2 separate regions of the Oryctolagus cuniculus genome follow, and region 1 is linked to region 2. Evidence: chromatin contacts called from public Hi-C data. All regions are on one chromosome and are shown on one strand. The core of a region is the stretch at or near the end of the contact, and the rest is flanking DNA. Distances in the headings are between cores, read along the strand shown.

Region 1 (6,312 bases), core at 3,804-6,303, 240 kb after region 2:
ACCATTGCTCTGTAGTGTGTCACTTAGCAATGTAACATGACTGTGTCCTTCTTAGTACATACAGATCTACCTCACTCAGCTGCCTCACATTCCATTTTATGGTGTCCAGTAATTTGGCCATTGCCCCTGGTTTTTATCTTTTCATTACAGAAATGCTCAGGGGTGTGTAAATAAAGAGAAAATAGCCTATCCATAACCCATCTTCAGCTGTTATTAACATTTGGCTGGCCTTGTTTTATTCATTTTCATTTTTTTAAAGATTTTATTTATTTGGGAGACAGAGTTACAGAGAGAGGGAGAGACAGAAAGAAAGGTCTTCCATCCTCTGGTTCACTCCGCAGTGAACAGTGCAGGAGCTCCCTCTGGGTCTCCCACATGGGTGCAAGGGCCCAAGCACTTGGGCCATCTTCCACTGCTTTCCTAGGCCTTTTGCCAGGAGCTGGATTGGAAGTGGAACAGCCAGGACTTGAACTAGTGTCTATATGGGATGCAGAAACCACAGGCAGAGGCTTAGTCTGCTACACCACAGCGCTGGCCCCTGTCCATCTTCTGCCTTCCTTCCTACCCTCTCCACTTTTTCTGGTATATTTTGAAGTAAATACTGTTCATTTGCCTTACTTCACCCATAAAGATTTCCGTATACATCTCTCATAAATAAAGGCTTTTACTATAACCACAATGCTATTATCAAACATAAAAATAAATAGTAACTCATCTTACCATGTAATACCCAGTCCTTGGCCAGATCACCTCTTTTTCTCAAAAAGATCTTTTCACGTTTGATTCAATTCAGGATCCAAATAGAAGTTACATACTGCATTTGATTTGCTTGCCTTTCTAGTCTCTCTTCATTCACACTTCTCTGCCATCTCTTTCCCTCTTTTTTCATGCATTTATTTCTTAAAAAAGCTGGATTATTTGTCAGGAAGAATTTTCCACATTCTACATTTGGCTCATTGCAACCTTGTGTCATTTTATGTTTTTCTGTCCCCCTGTGTTACTGTAAACTTAGTTCTAATGACGTGGTCAGATTGAGGTGCAGTTTTTGTTTTGGCAGGAAAGCTTTATAGATTGTGATTGAATCACATTAGGAAATTTATCAAGCTTTTGTTTGTCACTGTAGATGTGGTAAAAGGTGAAAAGATTCTTCCAGTATTTGATGAGCCACCAAATCCAACCAATGTTGAAGAGAGTTTAAGGAGAATTAAAGAAAATGATGCTCGTCTTATTGAAGTTAATTTGAATAACATAAAGGTAGGTGTACTAAGCAAACACAGATGGTTCGTGTTGCTTTGAGTCACTTGAGCCTAGGCTGAGGCCTGGGCAGTTTTCACAGAGTGGTCTAATTCCTTCTACCTTAAGGTAGACTTTCTGTTCCTCAACAGTAAGCTAACATAGGCTCCTTCGTAGTTTAGAAATTAAAATATTATAGTAAAGATTTCTCTGACTTGACTTTTTGAGAGTTTACCATATAAAAATATAAACCCTGTAGAACTATCTGACTATCCAGTGGTTCCTCTGACTTCCAAAGAACATTTAGCCTTTTGTGTTTTGTTTTTTTAAATCAGGTTTCTCAAGGTATAATTTATATATAGTAAAAATTATCTGCTTTAGTACACAGTTCTCTGAGCTTTGACAGTTGCCTACAGATGTCCAGCTACCATGGCAGTCAAGATGTGGAGCATGTCTGTCACCCCACAAGTCCTCTCACACACCAGTGTAGTCATTTGCTGCCCCCGGGCTCTGGTGCCTGACAACCGCTGATGTGTTTTCTTTCCCTGGCATTTTGCCTTCTCCAGAACATCATATAAATGGAATCATATTTCTAGCCTTTTGAGAGTGCCCATGCATAATGCATTTGAGAGTCATCCATGTTGTTGGATATACCATGGCTGATTCCTTTTTGTTCTCACTAGTACTCCAGTGAATGGATATGCTGCCCTGTGCCCATCCATTGTAGGGAGGGATTCCTTCCAGTTTGGGTTGATTATGTGTAGTCACTATATACATTCACTAACAGGTTATTATTGTATGTGCACGCGTTTTCATTTGTCTTTATTAAACTAAATGGGCTAAAAATGGGATTTCTGATATCTACTGAATTTTAAACAGTGCATTACTTCCTTGGAGTTAGGGCATAGCAGTAATTAATTATCAAAGAGTGAACTCAGTACCTCTTGAGTATTAGCCATTCCTCATTTTAAATCTTGACCTATCTGAATTGGGGTTGGAAGATTCTGAACCTAGGAGAGACAACCTCTGTGCTCCTTCATGTGAGTGGAGGGAAGAGTGCTGATATGCTGATGTCCTTAGCTGATAACTAATATTTTTTGTTTTAGTTCAGTTCCTGTTTATCATTGTGAATAAACAATAGTGATCTAAAAATAACCAGGCTATTGGGAAATGAAGTCTTAGGTATTAAAGGAAGATATCAGTGCCTCCTGTAACTATTTTTCCTCTTTCAAGTACTTCAGAGTTACTCTCTCTTAATACTTTGTAGCTTATGAAGTGACTGAGAACACTGTCATCTGCCAGAATCATGCTCATTAGAGGTAGACTCCCACATCTCCCTCTTTGCAGGAAAGTGAATTCACTTGGAATGAACAGTTGCCTTCATATAATAAGGATAATTTAAAGTAGAATATGGAGAGTTTCTTTAACCAAACTGCTAGAGAAATGGTGATATGTGCTGTGCTCTGAGTCAATCATTTGTGCAAATGTGCCATAACAGAGAATTCAAGTAGATATGGAGGCAGCTATGGGTTTGTTTTTTTTTTTTCATTTGTAGACTAACTGTTGTATACTTATATAATTCTGTGTACATTTGAAAACAAATAAGAACAAATATATTTAAATGATGGGCTAAATTTCCTGAAAACTAAAATGTAATGATGTTTTATATTGTTGTCTTTAAAGAATATCCCAATTCCAACCCTAAAAGATTTTGCAAAGGCTTTGGAAACCAACACACATGTGCAGTGTTTCAGTCTTGCAGCCACACGGAGCAATGACCCCGTTGCTGTTGTAAGTAAGCTACTGTTGACAATACTGAAATTGTGCCTCCATACCAGGGTGTGTTAACTTGGTAGTTAAACTGTGGGGTTTTTTAATTTTGTTTTTTAATATCGGTTTTATTTATTTGAAAGGCAGAATGACAGAGAAGGAGAGACAAAAATAGATTTCCATCCACTGATTCACTCCCCAGATGGCTCCAACGTGCTGAGGCTGGTCCAGGCTGAACAAAGCCAAGAGCCTGGAACTCCATCCTGATTTCCCACGTGGGTGGTGGGGCTCCGACCATCTTTAGTTGCCTTCCCTGGCACACTGGCAGGAAGCTGGATCAGTAGCAGAGCAGCTAGCCCTGGAACTGGCACTCTGTTTGGGATTCAGTATCACAGGCAGTGGCTTAACTTACTCTACCCACAATGCCACCCCCTCTAAGTTGTGATTTTATGAACAATATTCACTCCCCACTATCATTTACTGCCCTTTTTTGTTTATTTTTCCCTGTATTTCCTTCTTGTGAATTTTTAAAATGGGTATAACTGAGTTTTCCAAAACAAATTAATGTAATTATACGCTGTTTACTGTTCTGCAACTTGATTTTTTCTTAATGATATGTCTTAGAGATCTTTCATGTCAGCACATGGAGCTCTACATTCTTTTTTTTTTTTTTTAAGATTTATTTATTTCTTCGAAAGTCAGAGTTACACAAAGAGAGGAGAGGCAGAGAGAGAAAGAGAGAGAGAGAGAGAGAGGTCTTCCATCCAATGGTTCACTTCCCAGATGGCCACAACGGCCGGAGCTGTGCTGATCAGGAGCCAAGAGCTTCCCCCGGGTCTCCCATGTGGGTGCAGGGGCCCAAGGACTTGGGCCATCTTCCACTGCTTTCCCAGGCCATAGCAGAGAGCTGGACTGGAAGTAGAGCAGCCGGGTCTCGAACCAGCACCCGTATGGAATGCCGATGCTTCAGGCCAAGGCATTAACCAGCTGCACCACAGCGCCAGCCCTGAGATCTACATTCTTTTAGCATCTGCAGAGGAGTAATCCTGTTTATGAATCTGTAGTATTAGATTTTCGTCAAATGCTTTTCAACATCTATTGAAATGGTCATGTGTTTTCCCCCCTTCATTCTATTAATATGATCTTTGTATATTAAAGCATCCTTATATTCTTAGACTAAATCCCACTTAATCATATGAATCTTTTCCCTCACTCGGCTATGAATTTCCTTAGGTTTTCCTCCTACCTCATTGGACAGCTTTTCTCAGGTCCCTGTGCTGTTTCCTCCTTATCTCTACAATTTCCTGACATTAGAATGGCCTGAGGGGACTGGCGCTATGGCATAGTGGGTAAAGCTGCTGCCTACAGTGCCAGCATCCCATGTGGGCGCCAGTTCAAGTCTAAGCTGCTCAACTTCTGATCCCACTCTCTACTATGGCCTGAGAAAGCAGTTGAAGATGGCCCAAGTCCTTGGGCCCCCGCACCCACGTGGGAGGCCCTGAAAGGCTCCTGGCTCTTTGCTCCTGGCTTCGGATTGGCACAGCTCCAGCCGTTGCGGCCATCTGGGGAGTGAACCAGCAGATGGAAGACCTCTCTGTTTTTCTCTCTCTGCCTCTCCTCTTCCTCTCTCTATGCAACTCTTTCAAGGAAATAAATAAATCTTTAAAGAAAAAAAAAAAAAAAGAATGTGCTGGGCTTTTCTCTGTGTACACTTACTTCCTGGCTGACCTCATTCTGTTCCATTACTGTATTCTTGTATTATCTGCAAATACTGATGACTGGTGTTATTATCTCCAGTGTGTACATCCCTCCTAAACTCCGTAGTCATGTCCACCTCTCGATAGCTTTTTTTGGGTACCTGATAGACCTCGCGCATCAAGCTCCTGACTTCTGTCCTGTTCCTGCTTCTCTCATATTCTTTTCTAGCTCACTAAATGGCAAAGCCCGTCTTACTGCTCAGGCAGAAAAAGGCTGGGGCTGGGTTGCGGAGGATGTCGGTGAGCTGTTTAACCTCGCAGTTCAGGTTCCTATAACCCATATCAGAGTACTTGGATTTGCTATTTAGCTCTGGCTCCTGGTTTCAGCTTCATGCTGAAGCACATCTTGGGAGGCATTGGTGATGTCTCAGCTGACTGAGTTATTGCCATCCACGTGGGAGACCTGGACTGAGTTCCTGGCTTCTGCCCAGCCCAGCTTGGTCATTGGGGTTATTTAGGGAATGAACCAGTGGGTAGGAGCTGTCACCCTCCCTCTGTCTCTAACTAAAGTTAAATATATATTTTTAGAGGACCCATCCTTGACTTTCCTTTCTCAGAAGCTTAAACATATATTCAGCTCAGTCTCTAAAATACTCCTAGAATCCAACCAGTGTCCACCATTTTCACAACTGCCCACTGGACCTGCACCACCGTCTTCTCTGGCCTTACCACCGTACCACAAGAGCCTCCTAGTGAGCTGTCCTCTTCTGTTACACCCACTCTGCAGCAAATTCTCCACACAGCATCAGCAGTAATTATTTTGAAATTTAGACTAATAAATCACATCATCCTGAGAACCCTCCAGCAGCTTCCTATCTCACTAAGAGTAAAAAAGATCTTTCAATGGCCTTAGAAGGCCTTATGTGAGCGAAAGTCACCTCCTTTACTTGGCCTGTCATTGTACTCCAGCCACACTGCTGTCTTGGTCTTCCTCAAATGGCCTTGCAACATTACATTTTGCTTGCTTGTTTGTTGCTGTGTCCCCTCTCAGAATATAAGTTTCATCAGGTAAGGATCTGTCTATTTTATTTCCGAGTCTCTGGAATAGTCCTTATTGAATCCTCAGTAATATTTAATCAATGTATGTGCAGATGGATAAGGGATTTGTTCCAGGCCACATGGCTAGTTGTTCACAGTTGAAATTACAGGTGATTAGGGGTGGGTGTTGTGACACAGTGGGTTAAGCTGCTGTTTGACATACCCATCTCCTGTATCAGAGTGCCTGGGATAGAGTTCTGCTTCTGCTTCCCAATATAGCTTTCTGATAATGCACACCCTGGGAGGAAGCAATGATGACCCATATACTTGGGTTCCAGTCACTCACACAGGAGACCCAGATGGAGTTCCTGACTCCTAGCTTCAGCCTAGCCTGGCTCTGACTATTACAGGCATTTGTGGATTGAACCAAAGGGTGGAAGATTTTCTGTCTGTCTCTGTCTCTCCCTCTCACACTGCCTATCAAACAAATAAATAAATGAATAAAATTTTATTTTCAAGTACACTTGTGTACATACCTGCATTCCTCCTACTCCCATCTTTAACTTGACTTTAG
Region 2 (5,938 bases), core at 1,794-4,293:
CTGGGACTCCAACCGATGCCTATATGGGATGCCAGCACTGCAGGTGGCAGCTTTACCCCCTATACCACAGCACCGGCCCCTACACTAACTTTTAATAAATACCAGAAAGAGAAATATCACTCAGCATTTTTTAAAATTAAAGACCTATGTTCAAAGTGAGAGTAATCATCTTTATGTATATACTGTTCCATTTTCCTGGCACAATTGTAATTTATAAAAGAGTCATTTCTGGGAATGATATGGCCCTAGTTCAGAATTCCTAAAAGACAGAGTTCTCCCATCTAAGCAAACATGAGAAAAATGACAACATAGAATACATATGCAAAGAAAAGTTACCAACTATTCTTTCTCTGGAAGGATGCTTTGACTACAAATCCTGTACTTCTTGTATGGGGGGAGGGGATCTTAAAATGTCTTATCTGCAAGGAAATAAAGGTTATAGTTGAGGTAGTGTCTTTCTGTTAACCACCTTACTGTACAAAATAGAGTTGACAACCCACTTCTACTTCTTTCCCCACTCTTTTATTTATTGTTTTTACATATCTGAAACCCAGAAATCCAGCAACTATCACATCACCAAGTGAGATCCATAGGAGGTTGGGTCTTCTGTGGGGAGCAACTCGGACTAGACTAAGTTACTGGAATTAAAACTTATTCTATGCATCTGCTCTCCCACAATATGGCGCTGAGAAGGGAGAAACAGCTTCTACACAGCTGCCTCCAGTTCAACCAATAAACTGTAGGACCTACTCCTGATTGGAGGAGAGCAGCGTACTCGGCGTGTGGGTAGCAGAGTTGGGATTGGTGGAAGAGGACTATAAAGGAGGAGAGAGACAACATGCACCAGGAACATCTAAGGGGAACATCTGAGGGAACACCTGTGCAGCCCCCGAGAGAGCCGGCCGGCGGTGTGCCACTCCCCCGCGGAAGTGGGGAAAGTGGCAGGGGGAACCGCCCTTCCACGGAGGTGGAAGGGTCGGTAGCCAACCCGGGAAGAACCAGCAACAAACCCAGGGAGGGCCGAGCAGACAAAAGAACAGCGCAGGGTCCTGTGTCGTTCCTCCATGAAGACGGGGAGCGACAGTCTTCAATGACCTTGTCTTATTCAATTTTTTTTTTTTTTTTGACAGGCAGAGTGGACAGTGAAAGAGAGAGACAGAGAGAGAAAGGTCTTCCTTTGCCGTTGGATCACCCTCCAATGGCCGCCGCTGCAGCCGGCGCACCGCGCTGATCCGATGGCAGGAGCCAGGATCCAGGTGCTTTTCCTGGTCTCCCATGGGGTGCAGGGCCCAAGCACCTGGGCCATCCTCCACTGCACTCCCTGGCCATAGCAGAGAGCTGGCCTGGAAGAGGGGCAACCGGGACAGAATCTGGCGCCCCAACAGGGACTAGAACCCGGTGTGCCGGCGCCGCAAGGTGGAGGATTAGCCTATTGAGCCACAGCGCCGGCTCTATTATTTTTAAGACCTCTCTGGGCTTGAACCCAGTGGCTTTAATGGGTGTGATGACTACTTCCACGCCCCTCTAAGCAAGATCAGATCTTGCTGGTGCCGCGGCTCACTAGGCTAATCCTCCGCCTTGCGGTGCCGGCACACCGGGTTCTAGTCCTGGTCGGGGCGCCGGATTCTGTCCCAGTTGCCCCTCTTCCAGGCCAGCTCTCTGCTGTGGCCAAGGAGTCCAGTGGAGGATGGCCCAAGTGCTTGGGCCCTACACCCCATGGGAGACCAGGAGAAGCACCTGGCTCCTGCCTTCGGATCAGCGTCGTGCGCCGGCTGCAGCGCACCAGCCGTGGCGGCCATTGGAGGGTAAGCCAACGGCAAAAGGAAGACCTTTCTCTCTGTCTCTCTCACTGTCCACTCTGCCTGTCAAAAAAAAAAAAAAAAAAAAAAAAAAAGATCAGATCTTATCCTGTCCCATGATATTATCCAATAATTGGTTTTTCTTATCAAATCATTTCCCTTATTAAATTCTATCTCCCTAATAGTCTACTTTTCTGTGTTTCAAGACTGAGATGTTAAAGAACCAATGATCTTATGAATAGGACAGAACCTACTTCATGCACATAACATGAAGAATAGAACACAGACTGTCAAAGAGAAGCTGTTTCGCCAGTTACCCACCTTGTAAATGTATATAGTTGATATCTCTGATCTTCAGTGTCTTCTGTGAATAATGAAAATGAAACTACAGTGCTAAAAATGTGATCATATGGACTAAGTATAATAATATGTCTGTATTGAAGATGGAACACACAGGAGTTGCTCAGTAAAAGTAGCCATTATTGCCTATTTACTGCCGTTACCCCTATAAAGGAGTGGGGACTTTTTGATTTTTTTCCATACTGGAGATACACAACAACATTTTGAACAGAAAAATGGACCAATTACAAAAGTAAAGAAAATATGGTGCTGCACAGTAATGTTGGTCACAGAGAGTAGCAACGAGAAAAGTGAAAAGACTTAACAGTGAGTGCACATTTTGCTCTTGCTGAAACTCTTTATTGACCTAATGGATCACGTTCAGGACTTGACCTCCAGTGTGGATTAATGGCACACAAGACACAGGGAGGAGTCACCTGGAGTCAATCTCCACTCTCCTTGCATCTGAAGAGCTCGGACAGACACTGAAGTTGTAATGGACTCCTCTATAGATGGCAGGGCTGGTAGATGCGGAAGCTAACAGAAGCAAAATTCAAAATAACTTAAACAGACTGGAGCACAAAACCAAACCCACAATGTAAATATGGAGAATTAAATATAGGTTCAGAAAACCTCAATCACGAGGCCAGGTTTAGAAGCATCTGGTTTGTCATAACTCCAATTTGAATCTAAAATGCTGTGAAACCTACTGCATTACTAGAAAGAAGCGTGATTCTCTTTTACTCTGCATTGATTCAGGCTGTATCTGAGGACTAGTCTTTAATTCTGGCCACCACAATTCAAGGGAAAGTCTAGTTGGAATGAGTAAATTCGCAGAGAGCTGACTAGCACTAATGTACTCACTCAACATGTGTTTGAGCGTTTACTCTGTGCCAGCACACTCACCCTCGTGGGGGTGTAGCAGCAGAGGGAATGACTCAGGTCCTGCCTCATGGCACTTACAATCCAGCAGAAAATAAGCAAATGAAGAATAATATTCCAACTCTGGTACCATTCAGCGAAGTACAGTACAGCAAGGTACAGGAATTGAGAGGGACAGGAAGGGAAGGGCTTTTGGGAGAGCGTGGCTAGGGAAGACCTCTCCAAACAGCACATTTGAACACAGACCTGCATGATAAGAGGCAGGAGCTGGCCAACTGAGGACAGTATGCCAAATTGGATTTGTCACCTCCTCGTGTATGGCTCAAGAGCTGGAAATGGTTTTACACTTTCACATGGTTGAAAAATTTTTTTTAAAAGAATAAGATTTCATGACTTGTGAATTACACACAACTCAAATTTCAGTTTCAAATAAAGTTTTATTGGAGCACATCCATACCCATCCATTTCTTTGTCATCTACAGGAGTTTTTGCACCATCACAGGAAAGTTGAGTAGCTGCAAGAGAGACCATATAGCCCACCAAACCTAACATTTTTACCACCTGGCCCTTTAAGGAAAATGTCTATTGACCCTTGGTGTAAGGGAGCAAGGGAGCCCCATCAATATCCTGGCAGAGATAATGGCAAGAGCAAAGGCCCTGAGTCAGGTCTGCAGTTGGTTTGTATACAAAGAACTAACTGCACAGAAGCCAGTGTGGTTAGCAGAGAGTAGGGAGTAGACTGGTCAAAAATGAAATCAAAAGAGGAAATTCTGACCAGATCTTCTTGGGGTAAAGATTGTAAAATTTAATTTTTTAAAAAATAAGACTATTTGTTTATTCGGAAAACCGAGAGCTCCCCTCTCCTGGTTTACTCTCTAAATAGCCATGGCAGCCAGGGCCGGGCCAGGGTGAAGCCAAGGGCAGGGAGCTCAGTCTCCGATGGCTGGGAGCTATCACCTGCCCCCTCTCAGGATGCACACTAGCAGGAAGCAAGAATCTGGAGCAGAGCCAAGACTCTCACCCAGGAACTCTGATAGAGGATTCAGGCTTCTTAACCAGCATCTTAACCTCAAGACCAAATATGCACCCTGGACTGTGAATTTGGTGTGAGACAGAAAACCGTTTAAGGGATTGGAAGAGAAATGACTACGATGAATTGCCTGGACAATAGACTGCAGGGCAGGCATTCCTACCCTACATCTCATGAATAGGGGAAAAAATACATCTTCATCTTCTCTAGCTTTAGCTGCAATTTAACATGTACTTCATGTTACAGATACCAACAAATTACAGATACCAACAAAACACAGCAATATTTAAGTGTCCGTGACTTTGTCACCAACGTAAAGCACAAATCTTATAATTGTTGAAAGTATCTCAAAATATCATTTATGAATTGCTTAGCAATTATTAGACATTCTGCTATAACTTGTCATTGAATGTATTAATAAAGAAATAAGTATATAATATCACTTTTTAGACATTATTGACTATGTCATTATAATTAGTTTCCTGTTTATATTACATTTTATGTATTTAAGAATATCCTCTGCATGCTTGACCAGATTTTCAAAGAGACTCAGGGCCCCAGAAAGTCTAGAAATGAAAGCATAGGGAAACATTAGAAGCACTAAATTGGAAGGGCCAACGTTGTGGCGTAGCAGGTTAACCCACTGCTTATGAAGCTGGCATCCCATATTACAGTGCCAGTTCCAGTCCTGACTACTTTGCTTTTGATTCAACTCCTTGCTAATGCTCCCTGGAAGGCTGCAGAGGATGGCCTGAGACATTGGGCCCCTATACCCATCCAGGAGACCAGATGGAGTTCCTGGCTCTTGGCTCCTGGTTCCTGGCTTTGGTCTGGCCCAGACCTGGCTGTTGTGGCCATCTGGAGAGAAAAACCAGCAGATCAAAGATCTCTCTCTCTCTATCTCTGTGTGTGGGTGTACATGCATGTGTGTGTAACTCCATGTTTCAACTAACTAAATAAATAAATCATTGGGGAAAAAAGGGATAAAACTGAAGATGAGAGGACTAGGCAGTTTCCCCATGGCTATATAAAGTGCTCAGCATGGCTGGTGCTGTGGTGCAGCAGGTTACAGGCCCAGCCTTCGGCGCCAGTATCCCATATGGTTCTGGTTCAAGTCCCGGCTGCTCCACTTCCAATCCATTTCTCTGCTATGGCCTGGGAAAGCAGTAGAAGATGGCCCAAGTCCTTGGGCCCCTGCACCCACGCGGGAGACCCGGAAAGAACTGGCTTCTGGCTTCGGATCGGCACAGCTTCGGCCGTTGCAGTCATCTGGGGAGTGAGCCAGCGGATGGAAGACTTCTCCCCTCTCTGGTTCTACCTCCCTCTGTAATTCTGTCTTTCAAATAAATAAAATAAATCTTTTTAAAAAATAAATAAAGTGCCTAGCACATAGTGAGTTCCAAACGTGTTAATTATCATTAATATTTTCACCTACAGCCTTGTAGTCTTTTAGCTGTGTGTGATATATGCTACTTTGTGATGTGCATTTTTCACTCAAAAACATACCATAATCATTCCTTGTCACTGTATATTTTAAAACATGCTTAAAATTTTATTTGAAAGGCAGAGGGACAGAGACAACAAGTCCGAGACCTGCCATCTGCTGGTTCATTCTGCAAATGTCCAGGACAACAAATGCTGGGCCTGGCTGGGGCTGGGCCAGACTGAAGCTGGGAGCCTAGAATTCAGTCAGGGTCTCCCACATGAGTGACAAGGATCTACGTACTTGAACCATCATCTGCTGCCTCTCAGGGAGTGTATTAGCAGAAGCTGGAATCAGAAAAGAGCCCCAACTAGAATCTAGGCACTCCAATATGAGGTGCAGGCATCCCAAACAGCATCTTAAATGCTTTGCCAAATGCCTGTCCCTCCTCTCATTTTTAAATAT

Evidence for each region. A called contact is a pair of places that touch in the nucleus more often than the background predicts.
Region 1: a Hi-C map of psoas muscle shows a contact between it and region 2, with 6 times the contacts expected there. The contact joins two enhancer-like sites. A contact is called at or near these places in 2 of 6 Hi-C or Micro-C datasets (psoas muscle and an unstated tissue).

What each region holds. Positions count from the first base shown.
Region 1 is chr12:74,585,453-74,591,764 of mOryCun1.1, forward strand. TMOD3 (tropomodulin 3) reads left to right here. Exons shown (of 11, transcript XM_008268998.4): 7 at 1,124-1,254; 8 at 2,917-3,024. Among named protein-coding and RNA genes, the nearest start is that of TMOD3, 58 kb to the left of the region's middle. Within about 2 kb of position 5,054, at least 1 of the 8 cell types and tissues checked has an H3K27ac peak or open chromatin away from gene starts, as enhancers often do.
Region 2 is chr12:74,352,283-74,358,220 of mOryCun1.1, forward strand. No RefSeq gene overlaps it. Among named protein-coding and RNA genes, the nearest start is that of DMXL2, 19 kb to the left of the region's middle. Within about 2 kb of position 3,044, at least 1 of the 8 cell types and tissues checked has an H3K27ac peak or open chromatin away from gene starts, as enhancers often do.